2 separate regions of the Anser cygnoides genome follow, and region 2 is linked to region 1. Evidence: chromatin contacts called from public Hi-C data. All regions are on one chromosome and are shown on one strand. The core of a region is the stretch at or near the end of the contact, and the rest is flanking DNA. Distances in the headings are between cores, read along the strand shown.

What was found. A called contact is a pair of places that touch in the nucleus more often than the background predicts.
Region 2: a contact with region 1 is called in a Hi-C map of liver, with 2.9 times the contacts expected there. The contact joins the promoter of LOC106040831 here to the promoter of FAM110A in region 1. A contact is called at or near these places in 2 of 7 Hi-C or Micro-C datasets (both in liver).

Annotation. Positions count from the first base shown.
Region 1 is chr16:1,293,267-1,299,733 of Taihu_goose_T2T_genome, reverse strand. FAM110A (family with sequence similarity 110 member A) reads right to left here and starts at 2,504. Exons shown (of 2, transcript XM_048074778.2): 1 at 2,065-2,504. The coding sequence starts at 2,373. SLC52A3 (solute carrier family 52 member 3) reads left to right here and starts at 6,105. Exons shown (of 4, transcript XM_013201658.3): 1 at 6,105-6,467.
Region 2 is chr16:1,442,090-1,448,963 of Taihu_goose_T2T_genome, reverse strand. It overlaps LOC106040831 (tyrosine-protein phosphatase non-receptor type substrate 1-like), which reads right to left and starts at 4,693. Exons shown (of 9, transcript XM_048074660.2): 1 at 4,630-4,693; 2 at 745-830. The coding sequence starts at 817.

The DNA of each region.
Region 1 (6,467 bases), core at 1,255-3,754:
GTGCCGGGGGGCACCGCCGGCCCCCTGCGCCCACCACCCCACCGGGCTGGGAAACTGGGGGTCCCCGCTCTTTGCAGCTCCCCCGGTGCTCGGCCCCCTTGCAGGTTTAGTGCAGAGCCCCCCTGCCTGCAGCTTGCCCCCCCACCCCCCCATCTCCTTTTGGAGAGGGGCGCCATGGGGAGCAAGGAGACCTGGGGGGGGGGGTGGAGCAGACCCCCCCTGCTATCTGCAGCAGTGGATGGGGAACGAGGGCAGTGCGTGGGGGTCCCGGGACGCAGCACGCTGGTGCTGGGCTGCTCCCAAGCATTGTGCTTCCACCGTGAGCCCCCCCCCAAAAGCCCAGGGGGGTTCCCAGCCGTGTTTCCCCTGCCAGCAGCCGCGCTGGAGGCCCGTGAACCCCGCACCCTTGGGAGCCCGCCAGGCACAGCAAGCAGCCGCCTGCCCCAACGGTCGCGCTGAGGCAGCTGCCCGCCCACAGGGGGGGGCCCAGCCTGTCCCGTGCCCCCCCCCCAGCCCTCCCACCCCGGTGCCACGAGCAGCCCTGGCGCCATCCAACCCTTCCCCAGCCGCTCCGAGAAGCCCCCAGGATCCCCCCACCCACAATCTGGGGCTCTGCCACCCGCCTCCCCAGGCAATGCTCCAGCCCTGCCGAGCACCAGGGTGGCTGCACCCCCCCCCCCGACACTGAGCCCCCCCCCCCCAGCCCCGCACTGCCTGGTTTGGGGCACGGGCAAGCCCGGGGGATCTGTGGGCGAGCCCAGGCACTCACCAGTGCAGCGGGGGGCACAGCGGGGCCAGCGCGGCCCCACTTCCTCCTCCCACAGCGGCCCCAAGCTGGCTGCCTCACCTGTGGCCGCTCACCCGCTTGCACAACTTCCTGGGTACAGCCCACGGCACGGCGGCTGCGGGCCGCAGGAGCTGGCCCCAAAGCCCCACGGCCCCGCGGTGCCCGCCAGCCCGTGCCCACCAGCCTGACCCCCCCCCCCCCCCCCGGCCCCGCTGGGGTCCCTGGTGCATCCATGGGATGCGCCGCTACAGGTGAGCAGCCAGGGGAGGCTGGGTGTCCCTGTCCCTGTTCCTGTCCCCATTTCCTGCCCCAGGGGGGACACTGCTTGCCCGCGTCCCCATCTCCTGCCCCAGTGGGGACATCGCTGCCTGACCCAGGAAGCGTCTGTGGGGGTCAGGCAGGCATGTGGGCAGCTGGGGACAGTCCCGGTGCCAGCACAGAGCCGGGGGTGGCTTTCTGCACCCCTCCACGGGGAGCCCAGCGCTCCTCCCCAGCAGCACAGGGCACCAAAATCCTCGCTGGGCAGGGACAGGGACAGGCAGGGCCCCCCCCCCCCCGGCTGGAGCCCTGCCCACACGCCCCATGGCAAAGCAGCGCTAATTGCAGGGACCGGGGGCACTGAAGCCCGGAGGGGGGATGCCCAGGGGCAAACCCCGCTGCAGCCGGCCCCGCTGGGAGGAAATCACCGCCAGCCTCCCCCGAGGCCCTGCGTCACCCAGACCTGATGGAGAAGGGACACGAGAGCCTGACTCACCCCCTCTGGGTGCTTTCCGGGGTGCGGGGAGCAGCTGTCAGCGGGGTGCCCGTGCAGCAGCACCCCTCGTGTCCCGCACCCCACGGCAGCACCCTGCCAGCAGCCACCCCTGCTGCCCTGCAACCTGTGCCAGGCACGGGGAGAGCTCCCTGGGGAGCACCCGATGGGTGAAGGGACGAGCACGCAGGGCCTGGCTCCCCACCACAGCCAGCCGTGCCCACCATGGGCTCCCCTTTCCGTGCCGGCAAGGACAGCCTGGCCGGGCACGACCTGCTGCTCCGCATTCCTGGCGATGGGGAGCCGCCAGCCTGGCACGGCCACCCCGAGCGGAGCCGAGCCGTCCTCCAAACAGCCCGGAAAACGAAGCCAGGTTTTTGCCTGCCCCGAGCCCGAACGGAGCGTGGCCACCCAGGCCCCGAGGCTGGCCACCGATCTTGTGCCCAGGTAATGCCCAGCCACGGTGACCCAGCCCCGTGTTGCCGGCACGGGACCGGCACGGGACGGCACCACCTCCACCACCTACCTGGATCTGCCCTGCGCTGCTGGAGCCTCCCCGGCCCGTGCTTGTCCCGTGGTGGCTCGGTGGCCCCGTGCCTGCAGCCTCCCCGCACCGTGGCCTCCCCTGCTCCCTGCAGGGCTCGTGGGGCACTGGAACGGGTCTGCCCGCGGCGGGGCGGCTCACGGCTCCCTCTGAGTCACCGCTGGGAGAAGACGCCCTCCGAGGCAGCCCGGTGCTCTGAAGGGATTGAAAACACCTCTCCTTGCCAGCGTGCACGCAGAGGCACGGGGCTTTCCTCCACGCCAGGCCACGCTTTAATTGCGGCTGCGTCATGGAGCGTGGCCGTGGCCGGTGACGTCCCGGCGCCGGTCCGAGAGCAGCCGGCAGTGCCGGTTGGGCAGCGTGGATGCAGGAGCGGGCTCGTGGTTCGGTCGGGGAGGAGGGAAGGGCCCCGCCGCAGCTGTGCAACCCAAGCCAAAATGTCCCCAGCCACCCCCTGCCCTCACCCTGGCGGGGATCGGACCCTCCCCAAACCCCCACGGCTGGCCCAGCGCGCGGGCACCCGCTGCCTCTGCAGGGACAGGTCCCCCTTGCCCGCACCGGCCCCAGGTCCAGCCCCAGGCCCCCGCAGTCCCAAAGTCCAGCACGTTTCTGTGCCTCCAAACAAAGCGGCCCAGCCAGTGGAGCAGAGGGAGGTGACACGGCGGAGCAAGGCCACCGAGCCTGGAGCCACATGGAGCTGCTGGCCTGCGCCCAGACCGGTGGCACCGCAGCTCCTGGCGTGTCCCCGCAGCAAAGCGCAGCTCCTCGGGGTAGGGGCTGAGCGTTCGGCCCGTCCTGCACGGCGCTGCAGGAGCTCCGGGACAGCAGGGCGCTTTGCAAACGGCTCTTGGAAGCAAGGCGAGGAGCCGACGGGAGAGAAGGGCTGGGCGAAGCTGGGGAAACAACCGCCAGAGCTGCCCTTTGGCTTGGGGGATTCTTTCAGATAAAGGTGGATCCGCGTGACAGTTTCAGCTGGAAAAGCACCGCCGGGTGCCGCAGGTGGGGGCAGAGCCGTGGGCATCTGCCCGGTGCGAGCGGCCGGGCTGCGTCCCCCCCCCCCCCCCCCCGTGCCAGCAGCACCCGCGAGGGCTGCAGGAGGCGGCTGCAGGCAGCTGCCCGGGCACGCCGGGTGCTTTGGGAGCAGGGCGTTGCAGCCAGACAGCGCCCCGCTGCCTCGCCCTCCCCGGGGGCAACCGGGGATGGATTTGGGGAGGGCGGCCCAACGCAGGAGCACGCCCTGAGCACCCCGTTCACCGCCTGTCCCGTGGCTCTGGAGCAGGCGGGGATGGGGCAGGGGCGGGTGGGCGCCGGTGCTGGCTCCGTGCTCACCTCCCATGGGTGCTCGGGGCTGGGTCCCTGCACGTGCAGCTTCCAGGACCCCCCAGGAGTGAAACGCAGCCATGAAAGAGAAAAAAAAAAAAAAAAAAAAAAAAAAGAAGAGAACTCAGAGGCCAAATCCTCCCTGTAAGAGCTGGGTGGAGATGGCTGTGGGTGCCTGGCATCACCCCGCGGGGCTGCAGGGCCCTGGCACGGGGCCCAGCTCAGCCCCTGGATCCGGGGAGGGCTTTGCTCACCCTGCCCCTCCCCAGCGCTGGCAGCTCCCCACGGGACCTTCCTTCCGCTGCCACACTCACCTGGCGTGTGCTAATTCCTGGCGTTTAATTAGAGCCAGTCACCGAGACGAGCCTGCAAACAGCTTTGGAGCTGGGAAATGGACCCAGCATCGCGCAGCAGCCCCGTGCGAGCCACCGCCCGCTCCCTGCCTCAGTTTCCCCGCTGCTGGCTCTGCCCAGGGTGGGCGCAGGGAGCTTCCCAGGGGCTGTGGGGCTGGCAGGGGGGGGCTCCCATGGGCACGGCCTCGCTGCCCATCACCCTCAGGGCTGGATTCTGCCCAGCTCCCCGCACGCGTCCCCGCAGACAGCAGCCACGCTCGGGGCTGGAGCCGCGCCGTGCCCGGGTGCGGGGGCCCCGACAGATGGGGACGTGCCGGGTGCGAGGCCTTTGTCTGAGCAGCAGCACGGCCCCGCAGATGGCGGCGGGGCGGCTGCAGCGGGGCCGGGGCCGGGGCCGTGGCCGAGGCCTGGCGAGCGCCGTGCCCTGGGGATGCGGCCCCTTTTGTTGGGCTCTCACCTCGGGCAGAGGCCCCTTCCCCAGGCGCCCGCGCCAGCTTTCAACTTTCAACTTGACCTGCTCCATTCACATGGAAATGGGATGCAAATGGCGACGGGGAGCTGAGAGGAGGAGGAGGAGGATGGAGGGGAGGAAGGGGCCATGGGCAGTGACCCGCCAGCAGGTCCCCGCACCCTGGCCGGGCTCCCCGGTGGTGCCCATCCAACTGGGCCCCTGGACTGGGAAAACTGGGGCACTGCTGGGTGGTGTTGCACCCGATGTCCTGGGGGGGCCAGGGGTCCCCGGGTTGCGGGGGGTCCTGGGGCTCAAGGACAGAGCCCCAACTCTCCCTGGCTGCTCCTCCCCACCATGCCCACCCGGGGACCCCGCTGCATCCTCCGGTGCCCCTGCACCCATGGGGGACACGTGGGGAAACGGAGGGGCTTCCCGGTGGGCCTGCCCGAGCCCGGTGAAGTCCCGTGGAAGACTGCTCGGTGACCAAATGTTGCCATCTGCCTCCGGGGCCTTCGCTCGCATCTGCCGGGGTGCAGAGGGGCCGGGGCCGGGGCTCAGCTGCTGCACGACACGAGGCGGGGGGGGCAGCCTCCCCCAGGCGTGGCAGGCGGCACGTGCCGGCAGGATTTGGGCGAGAGGCACGGAGCAGCGGTGCGGAGCTCAGCCCCACGCCTGTCACCCCCTTTGTGCCCCCCCGGCCCCTGCGACGAAGCCAATTAGCCCTGGGGAAAGGCTCGCGGAGGCTGCACGGCTCCTTTGTGCTGCCGAATTAACCCAGGACAATCGCCGTCCCCACTGGGAGCAGGGGGCTCAGCTGCACCAGCCCAAGCCCCCCCACACCATCCTGGAGCTGCCACCCCCAACACGGGGCCCAGAGACCCCGGGAACCCCGAAGCATGGGCCCCCACCACTCCTGGACCCCACATGGGGACAGTGGGGGCAGGATTGCGCCTGGTGCAGGGGCTGGCTGCAGACCCCAGGGGGGCTGAGCATGGGCAGAGCAGGCAGGGGACGGGCAGGGGACAGGCAGGGGACGGGCAGGGGACAGGCAGGGGACAGGCAGGGGACAGGCAGGGCATTGCACAAGGCAGCTGCAGCCTGCTGCAGCCCGCTCGCCCAGCGACACCCTGTGGGTGCTGGGGGAAGAGCTGGAGCGAGGCGCCCCGGGGAGCTGGGTGCTGGGACGAGCCAGCGCCAGGCTGCCACCCAGCCCAGCTGGCCTCTGTCCCCCCGCAGCCCGCCAGCTCCCGGGTGATGTGAGCGTCTCATCCGCCGGCTCGTGGCATGGCTGAGCGCCCGGTCACGTCCCGCAGGGTCAGCAGGGCTGGCGGCAGTGCCAGAGGAGCGTTTGTGCATGACACGTGCCCGGTGGGACAGTCACATCCTGGCCACGGCACCCCCGGGGGGACAGCCGCATGCTGGCCGCGCTCGGTGTCCCCAAGGCACCCGGCACAGCCCGTGGCCCTGCAGCGATCCCAGCCGCGGCAGAAGCTGTCACTCGGTGACATTTGCACCCGCAGGAAGCAGCCCGAAATAGGTGGGACACCATTCAGCTGGGGACAAGGGCAAAGTCTGTGTCATGGCCAGGAATAATCACCGGCACCCGGCGGAGTCAGGGTGCGCGGGGACAGCGGCAGCTCCGCGGGGAGCGCCTGGCATCGTGGCCGGGCAGGCGGCGAGCACGGGGCTGGCCCTGGCAGCACGCGGGGACACGAGGGGAGCGCGACCCCCAGGGGCAGGACAGGGGCTGGGCTGTCCCCGAGCTGGCAGGGACAGGGCAGGAGGGGACACAGCTGGACTTTGGCCACCAGGGCTGGGTTTGGAGCTTAAAGGCCCCCAACAGGCTGCGCGGGGCGAGCTGGGCTCGGTGGCAGGGAGAGGTGAGTGGGACCCGGTGGCCGGTCCCATGCTGGCCCAGGGACGTGGGCTGTGCTGGCAGACCCAGGGGACCCACGAGTGCTGGAGGAGGGGGGGGAAAGGCAGGGGAACCCTGAGCCCCAGCCTCCTCCAGCTGTTCCCATTCCTGCAGGGTGGGCAGGGGTCCCTGGGGGGGGTGGGCAGGACGGGAGCTGGTCCCCCTGCCCCCCCGGCACTCATCTCTCCGAGGACCACCGCGACTCTCCCTAATCCTTTCTTATGCTTTGAGTCTCACCTCGCCCTGCGCCCGCAGCCGACCGTTCCCACGGCTCGTGAGCCCCCCCAGGACCTCCTGCGCCCCCCCCGACCTGGGACAGGTGCCCCGAAACACGGCACCGGTGCCG
Region 2 (6,874 bases), core at 3,444-5,943, 150 kb before region 1:
ACGAGAAACTTCCCACCCGTGTGAGGGAAGGGAAACAGCGAGGGAGCGGTGCAAGCTCTGCTCCGCTGGCCCTTCCCATGCTGCAACCCCGAGCTTCTCCCAGGGACCGGCGGAGCCGCGAGCCCTGGGGAGGGCAGAGGCACCCCCGGCAGGCGGCAGGAGCCCGAAGGCACCCGGAGGTGGCCCAGGCAGGAGGGCTGGGAGGTGTGGGGTGCCCGGCATGGTGCAAACCTGCCGCCCCGGTGCTCAACACTCGGGCAGAGCGCACGCTGTCACGGGGGGGGGGGGAGCACGGGGGGCAGCAGGGGAAACGAGCTCCTCGTAGGGCGAGCCGGCAGCCCCCAGCGGAGCCTCCCCATCACCTCCTCTGCCGCTCGGGGCGGCCTGGGAGCAGCAGCGCCGGCTGCTCGCCGAGATTTGCTCGCCGAGATTTGCCTCTCCCACGGCTGGCAGCGGGTGCTGGCAAACGGGTGGGAACGACGTGCCCCTTCCCGGCCCTGCCTGCTCCCCGCATCTGCCCGGGAAGGGGAACCAAGCACCGTCTCCCCCCGCACGCCTGCTCGCGGAGGAGCCATCGGCGCGCTCTAGGTCACCCAACGGAAAGGTCAAAGCCGGCGCGGGGAGCGCGTGGCGGGGCCGCGGACGGAGAGGCCGAGGACCGAGGGGATGGGAGCAGGCGGCGCGGTGCGGCAGCACCCGGGAGGACGCCGGGGAAGGCAGCGGGGCGCAGGCCGAGCACCTTACCTGGCCACGCGCGCAGGCTGAGCAGCACCAGGCAGGTCAGCGGCCAGGCGGGGCGGCGGGGCAGGAGCTCCATGGCCGGGCTCTTCCTGGGGGAACAGACACCAGAAGGCTTCAGAGAGCGCCCCGGGGCTTGGCTTTGTTGGTTTTTTTTTTTTTTTTGGTTTTTTTTTTTCTTCCCTTTTTTTTTTTCCCCCCTCCCTTTAAAACGCAGAATTGCAGATGGAGAAGGAAATTGCACTTCTCAGCCCCAAAATGAGGAAGGATGGCCGTGCGCCCCCCCCCCCTCCCCCCTTGCTGCAGGCGCACGGCCGGCTCGCACCCACGCAGCCCCCCCCCCCCCGGTACCCCCCCCCCCCCCCCCCCCCAAGCCCCGGGCACCGACCTGGCCGAGCCCCCTCCCCTCTCCCCCCCCCCGGGCGCGGGGCGGCCCCGGGCCGTGCCGTTCCGTGCCGAGCCGCTCCGAGCCGCGCCGAGCCCGTTCCGCCCCTGCCCCGCCGCGGCGCCGCCTCCGTTGCTTGGCACCGGGACTGGGGCCGGCCCCGGTGGCGGGGGGGGGGGGGCTCCGAGCAGCCCGGCCCCGCCTGGCTCCCGGAGAAGTTGCGGGGGGCAGCCCGGCCGCACGCCGCCCTCTTAAGGTGGGCTGCGGAAGGATCCGGCCCCCCCCCCGGAGCCCCCGGGCTTGTCCGGAGCCCCCCCCCCGGCCAGGGTGCACGGGCAGCACCGGGGGTGCTCGTCCAGGACCAGGGGTGGGTGGCTGGAGCCCACCCCCCAACGCGCAGCCCCCAGCAGAATCGGGGGGCAAGCCCGTGGGGGCTGCGCGAGGGGTCTGGGGGCTCCCAAGGGGGCTGCACAGGACCCGCTGCAGGTGCCCGAGTGGGTGTCCGGAGGTGCCACGCGGAGCTCGGCGCATTGGGGTCGGGATGGGGACCCTGCTGGAGATGCCTGCACCCATCCCCGCTTCAGGGCTCCTGGGAACAGCGGGACAGCCCCCCCACGTGCCCTCGGCGGGGCAAGGGGCTGAGCAGGATGAGCGCAGCTGATGGGGAGGGGATGGGAGCCTGAGGACGGAGCGGCAGCGATGGGAAAAATGGAGACAAGGGAGGGAGCAAAGGAAGAGGGCGCCTGGACGTGAGCGTCCCCAGGATGCGTGTCCCCGCACCGCCCTGCAGCTCCCTGCTTCTCCCAGACACAGAATCCCTCCCAGGGGAGGCACAAGGACACGTCCTCCACAGCCTGCTCCTGCCGCAGCTTCTCCCAGCACCCGTGGGCGCTTCGGCAAGGCCGGGGACCAGCTCGGTCCCCAGCACCCTGGGCGGCCACACACGACACTGGCAGCTCCAAGCAGGAGCCGCAGCAGGTCCTGAAACCACCTTGGTCCCCGCGGGACAGGTAGGAGCTCTGCAGACAGGAGCTGAGCAGCAGCACCCAGCCCCAGCACCGCAGCAGCACCCACCCACACCGCGGCACCGCCAGCGGCACCCATCACAGCCAAGGGCTCTCCCACACCAGGCTCGACCCGAGGGCAGGAGCCGGGGCTGTGCCGGGACCACTACAGGCACCAGCTCCTGCCTCCTTCCCCGGCAGCCGCTGGGGCTGTCAGCTTTATTTAGAGCTTCACATAAACAAACAGCAAAGACAGCTTAAGCGACTTGGCACCGTCAATCTGCGCACGTCTCAGCCCAGGCGCGTTCTCGTCCCTGTCGCTGCGAGCCTCCCCGTCGGCCCTGCCGGGTACAGCTACGCCCACATGTTGCATCCAGCCCTAATTTAACTCACTCGATTGGGAGCCTGGACAGACCCCAGGGTGGCTGCGCTGCACCCCCAGGGACACCCCCCCCGCCCCCTGGAGCAGCTGGGGGCTGCGCTCCTTTGCTCTGGCCACTGCAATTCCCAGGGAGCCCAGGAGAAATAACACGTGGCCACACTGCTGTCCCCAGGAGCCCAGGGCAGCTGCTGCTTTTATTTCCCCTTCCCACATCTGGCGAGCACGTGAGCGAGCAGCAAGGGCCCGGAGGAGCCATTTGGTTTGGCCTTTTGGCTTGCTGCACAGGCAGCGAGGCGTGGGGATAAATAATTGCTTTGCACGGGGAGAGGACACGGGGTTAGCTGCGGTTTGTGGAAACCCAGCGGCACCACGCATCCCTCCCGGCCCGCGCCTGGGAGCGGGCACCCTTGGGCGAGCGGGCACCCAGCGAGGGGGAAGGTGCTGGCGGGACACACCGCGGCCCTTTTGTGCTTCCCTGGTTATTTTTAAGCAGCAGCCCAGCTCCTGGAGGCCTGGTGGGTTTCAGCCCGGCTGGGCTGTTCTCCCGCTCAGCGCCGAGGGTTCAGACAACCTGCCGGGAGGCGACTGCAGGGCGCAGACAGCCCGCGCGCAGGCAGCCGCCGCCACGGAGCGCTGGGGAAGGAAAGTTAGGGCTTAAAAAAAGCTCTGCGAGAAGAAGGTACCGAGGCAGAGCAGATGGCGCAGCGCGAGCTTCCCGGGAAGAGCTGCTAGTGCTCCCCATTAGGGAGCATATGGGCAGGCTGCGCTGCCCCCCTCCTCCTGCCCACGGCCCCTCCGCTCGGTGCTGGGGGGCCTGGAAGGAGCCGCCCCGGGGCGAGCAGCCCCCGCCCCGCAGCGAGGGGAGAGAAGCGGGAGCGCGGCGTTTCGGAGGCACGACGCCGTCACGCGCGGCTCCGTCTGCTCCAGCACCCACGCGAGCACCCGCAGCGCCTGCGTGCCTCCAGGCAAAGCCCCTGCTCCGGCATCCCATCTCGGAGCTGGGTGGAGGGCTGGGGAAGGGTTTCAGCAGGGCTTTTGGGGGATCGGTGCTCTTCTGGGGGCTTCGAGGCACCGGGCGGCAGCACCTCGCGGGGAGGGTTTGGGGCAGATCCGTGAATCAGAGCCCAGCAGCACCCAACAGGGCAGTCCCAGCCTCACTGGGGCAGTCCCAGACAGAGGTCTCGCAGCACTGGTTTTGCCCAGGCTCTTTCATCCCCTCATCGGCAGCCTCTCTGATCCCCTCTGCCCTGTCTGCACCGCAGCAGCTCGCCTGGCTGGAGGGGAATTCAAAGGTGACCGGGATGGGAGAGGTTTTAGTTCCCACCCTCCAGTGGGAAACACGGGCTGGTAGAGAGCCTCGCTTCACTGACGATGGAGGTGGCAGCAGACCATTAGAAACACCTCGAGCAAACATCCAGCAGCAGGGTGTGGGCTCACAGCTGTCCCCAGGCAGGTGACAACCACCGATAACGCACACACGGCTCCCCCCAGCAAGGCGCTCAGGTTTGCAGGGACCCCCTGCCCCATCACATCCCTGCCCACGCCAGCCCTACGACCACCCGACCACGTCACGACACTGCCTCATGCTCCTGCAGCAGAGCGAGGCGCTCAGCCACCCCGCAGCACGCTCAGCCCCGCTGTCCTCCAGCTCCAGCCCCAAAAGTCGAGCCCCTTCCAGCCCACAAGGTGGGGGCGCACGTCCTGCAGACCCCCTGCCTCCCCCCACCACCCCCTGAGCTTCGGATCCAGCACCCTCCCAGGGCTTCCAGCTCAGAGAAAAACACACAAATGGCTTCTAAAGTAGGTAGCTCCAATTACACCGCTGATATTTAGGGCTTCCAGCACAACAAATGGAGCTTCAGCTTCATTAGGTACCATGCCAACTTAGTCCAAGACATCCAGTACAGAAAGAGCTTAAATTAGTTTATCTGATGTTAACTTCTAACGAGCAATATGCTAACACAGGGGTGGAAAGAAGCGACCTTCAGCCTGCTTGCAGGGAGCAGCACGGACACAGACCCAGCTGAGCTGGACCACGGGGAAGGGACAAAGGCAGCAGAAGCGGTAGGGGAGCACCCCGGCCCCGCAAACATCATATAAGGGACGAGGGGGCACCGTACCTGCCTGCTCACCGCATGCTCCTGCCGCAGCACCCACCACCAGCACCACACCGCTGCGAAAAGGGAGAGGAGAGCCCCCAGGCACCCCCTTTATGCCGGGGGCAATGAGCTGCAGGTGCCTCGTCAGGGCCCCGGGAGCAGCTGCGGTGGCCGGAGGACGGCAGGCCAGGGGTGGCTTCCTCCCGACACGGTGCCGAGAGTCCAGCTGTGCCCAAAAAGCAGCTCGGGGGCCTCGCAGGAGCTGCTATGGCTTTGGTCAGGCTTTTACGGCGTGATTTAGGGCTCGGCTGGGACGTCGCAGCCGCTCGCCCGAGCTCCCTGCGCCGAGGGGCCGTGGCGGTGCCGGTGGTGCCGGGGGCGAGCGCCCTCGCAGCCCAGCGGGGCCGGGGCACGTTTCTCATCACAGCCCACTTAATTGTAGTGGTGCTCGAGCGCTTTGCCAGGATCAGGTGGTGCCCTTGAAGCCCAGAAAATGACATTTATGGACCAGTTTAACTCTGATTGATTCGTGCTGCTCTCTGCGCGGGGAGAAAGAGGGAGGGAGGGATGGCGGCGCTGGGAGCGATGCTCTGAGAGCGTTTGTGGGATTTATTCACCCTCACCCCATGCGGAGTGGCTGCGAGCAGGGGGAGCAGTGCTCCCGTGCCCCAGCGCCGTGCCGTGGCTCACCCACTCCAAGGCAATGCAGTCCCCGTGGGATGCTCTGGCTCTGCAGCAGCACCCAGTGGGTGCTAGAGCAGGGTAACTCCGCCGGGCGTCCTTAACGCAGCCCTGCACGTTTCCTACGGGGAATTCCTGCCAGGCTGTGTCACAGCAGGAAAGGTGGTTTTATATCCTGTGCCTGGCCTGGCAGCCCGCCCCGGCCGGACCTGGAGGCGATAGGGCTGGGAGCTGGACAGAGGGACACAGGGTTCGGGGTGGAAATGCTGACACGGTGGGAAAAACAGGCTGCAGGCGGCGGGGAGGGACCTGGCAGGGCCGGCACTCGCTGCCTGGTTGGCTGCCGTGAGCCCTCGGCCGTGCTCGGTTGCGGGCAGGATCCTGCCCCTTGCTCTGGAGGAAGTTTTGCTCGCCGGCTGTGGGTGCTGCGATCCCACGGAGCCCTGCCTGCACCCCGTGAAGCCAGGGCAGCTCACCGGGAGGGCACAGGGGGGGCCCAATCCTTCACCCCTCGGCTGCAAAGCTCAGGGGTGGTGGGGGACACCCACGGTGGGCATGGAAAGATGGTGGGGGGGTTGTCTGCATCCAGGGCTGCTCGGCCCTGCGACCCCCTGGGGATGGCAGAGGGGGGCAGCCCTGAGGCCGAAGGCTCCTGGGTGCTGCGGGTGGGAGGACGGGGTGCAGATGGGGTGCCCGTGGGGACATTGGGGGTCCTTGAGCCCACTGCCCCTTGGAGCGATGCTGGAGAAGACCTCGGTCGCCCTTTGGCATCACAATATCTGCGACAGGGTGAGGATCCGGCCAAGGGAGGAGCATTATTATCTTGATTTTCTTCTGCCTTTTTTGTTTCTGTATCCTCTCAAAGTTCTTTGTTGATTGCAAATGGTTATCATGAAAGCGCATCCAGGGCTGCAATAGCAGATAATGCTCAGCGCGCTCCCAGGCACGGCTGCTGTAACTCGTTGCTGGCCGGGCTGCCCGACAAAGTCCCGCAGCAGCTGCAGATGAAAATAAAAATGCTAACGCCGGGGGATTTATCACATTAGGCTATCTCAGCCCATCGCTTCCTGCTCGTCAGAGCTCTCACTGGAGGTGCCGGGACTGCTGCAGGACTTGAAACTGGGCTTGGTGGCGGATTTGTGCTGGTGGAGGTTTAGGGGAGCAGCTCCGGCCCCATGGCAGGCCATGATGGGGAGCTGGTGGGGGCTGGAGGCCCGCTGTGACCCCCCGGCGTGTTACCGGGTGCTGTTAGAAGGGTGCCAAGAGATAACGGAGCTTGCTCGGAGGTTATTTGTGAGCCCGCCACATCCACCGCATCGCGGTGGAGATGGAAACCGCTCCGCAGCCGGGATGGATGGCGTTGTGCCTGCCCGAAACGGCTGGGCCCAGCCCTGAGCGGGGCTGCCCCTGCTTGCACCCCCCGCTGGTGCTCGACCAGCCCCTGGCACTGCCAGCGCCGCCACCAGCCCTGGCACCGGTGGCCCCGTGGTCGATGTCCCCACGGTCAACGTCCCCGCGGTCGCTGCCCCCGCAGCAGCCTCGCAGCTCGGGGGCCGTGTGCCGGAGCTTGGGGCTGTTTGCTTTG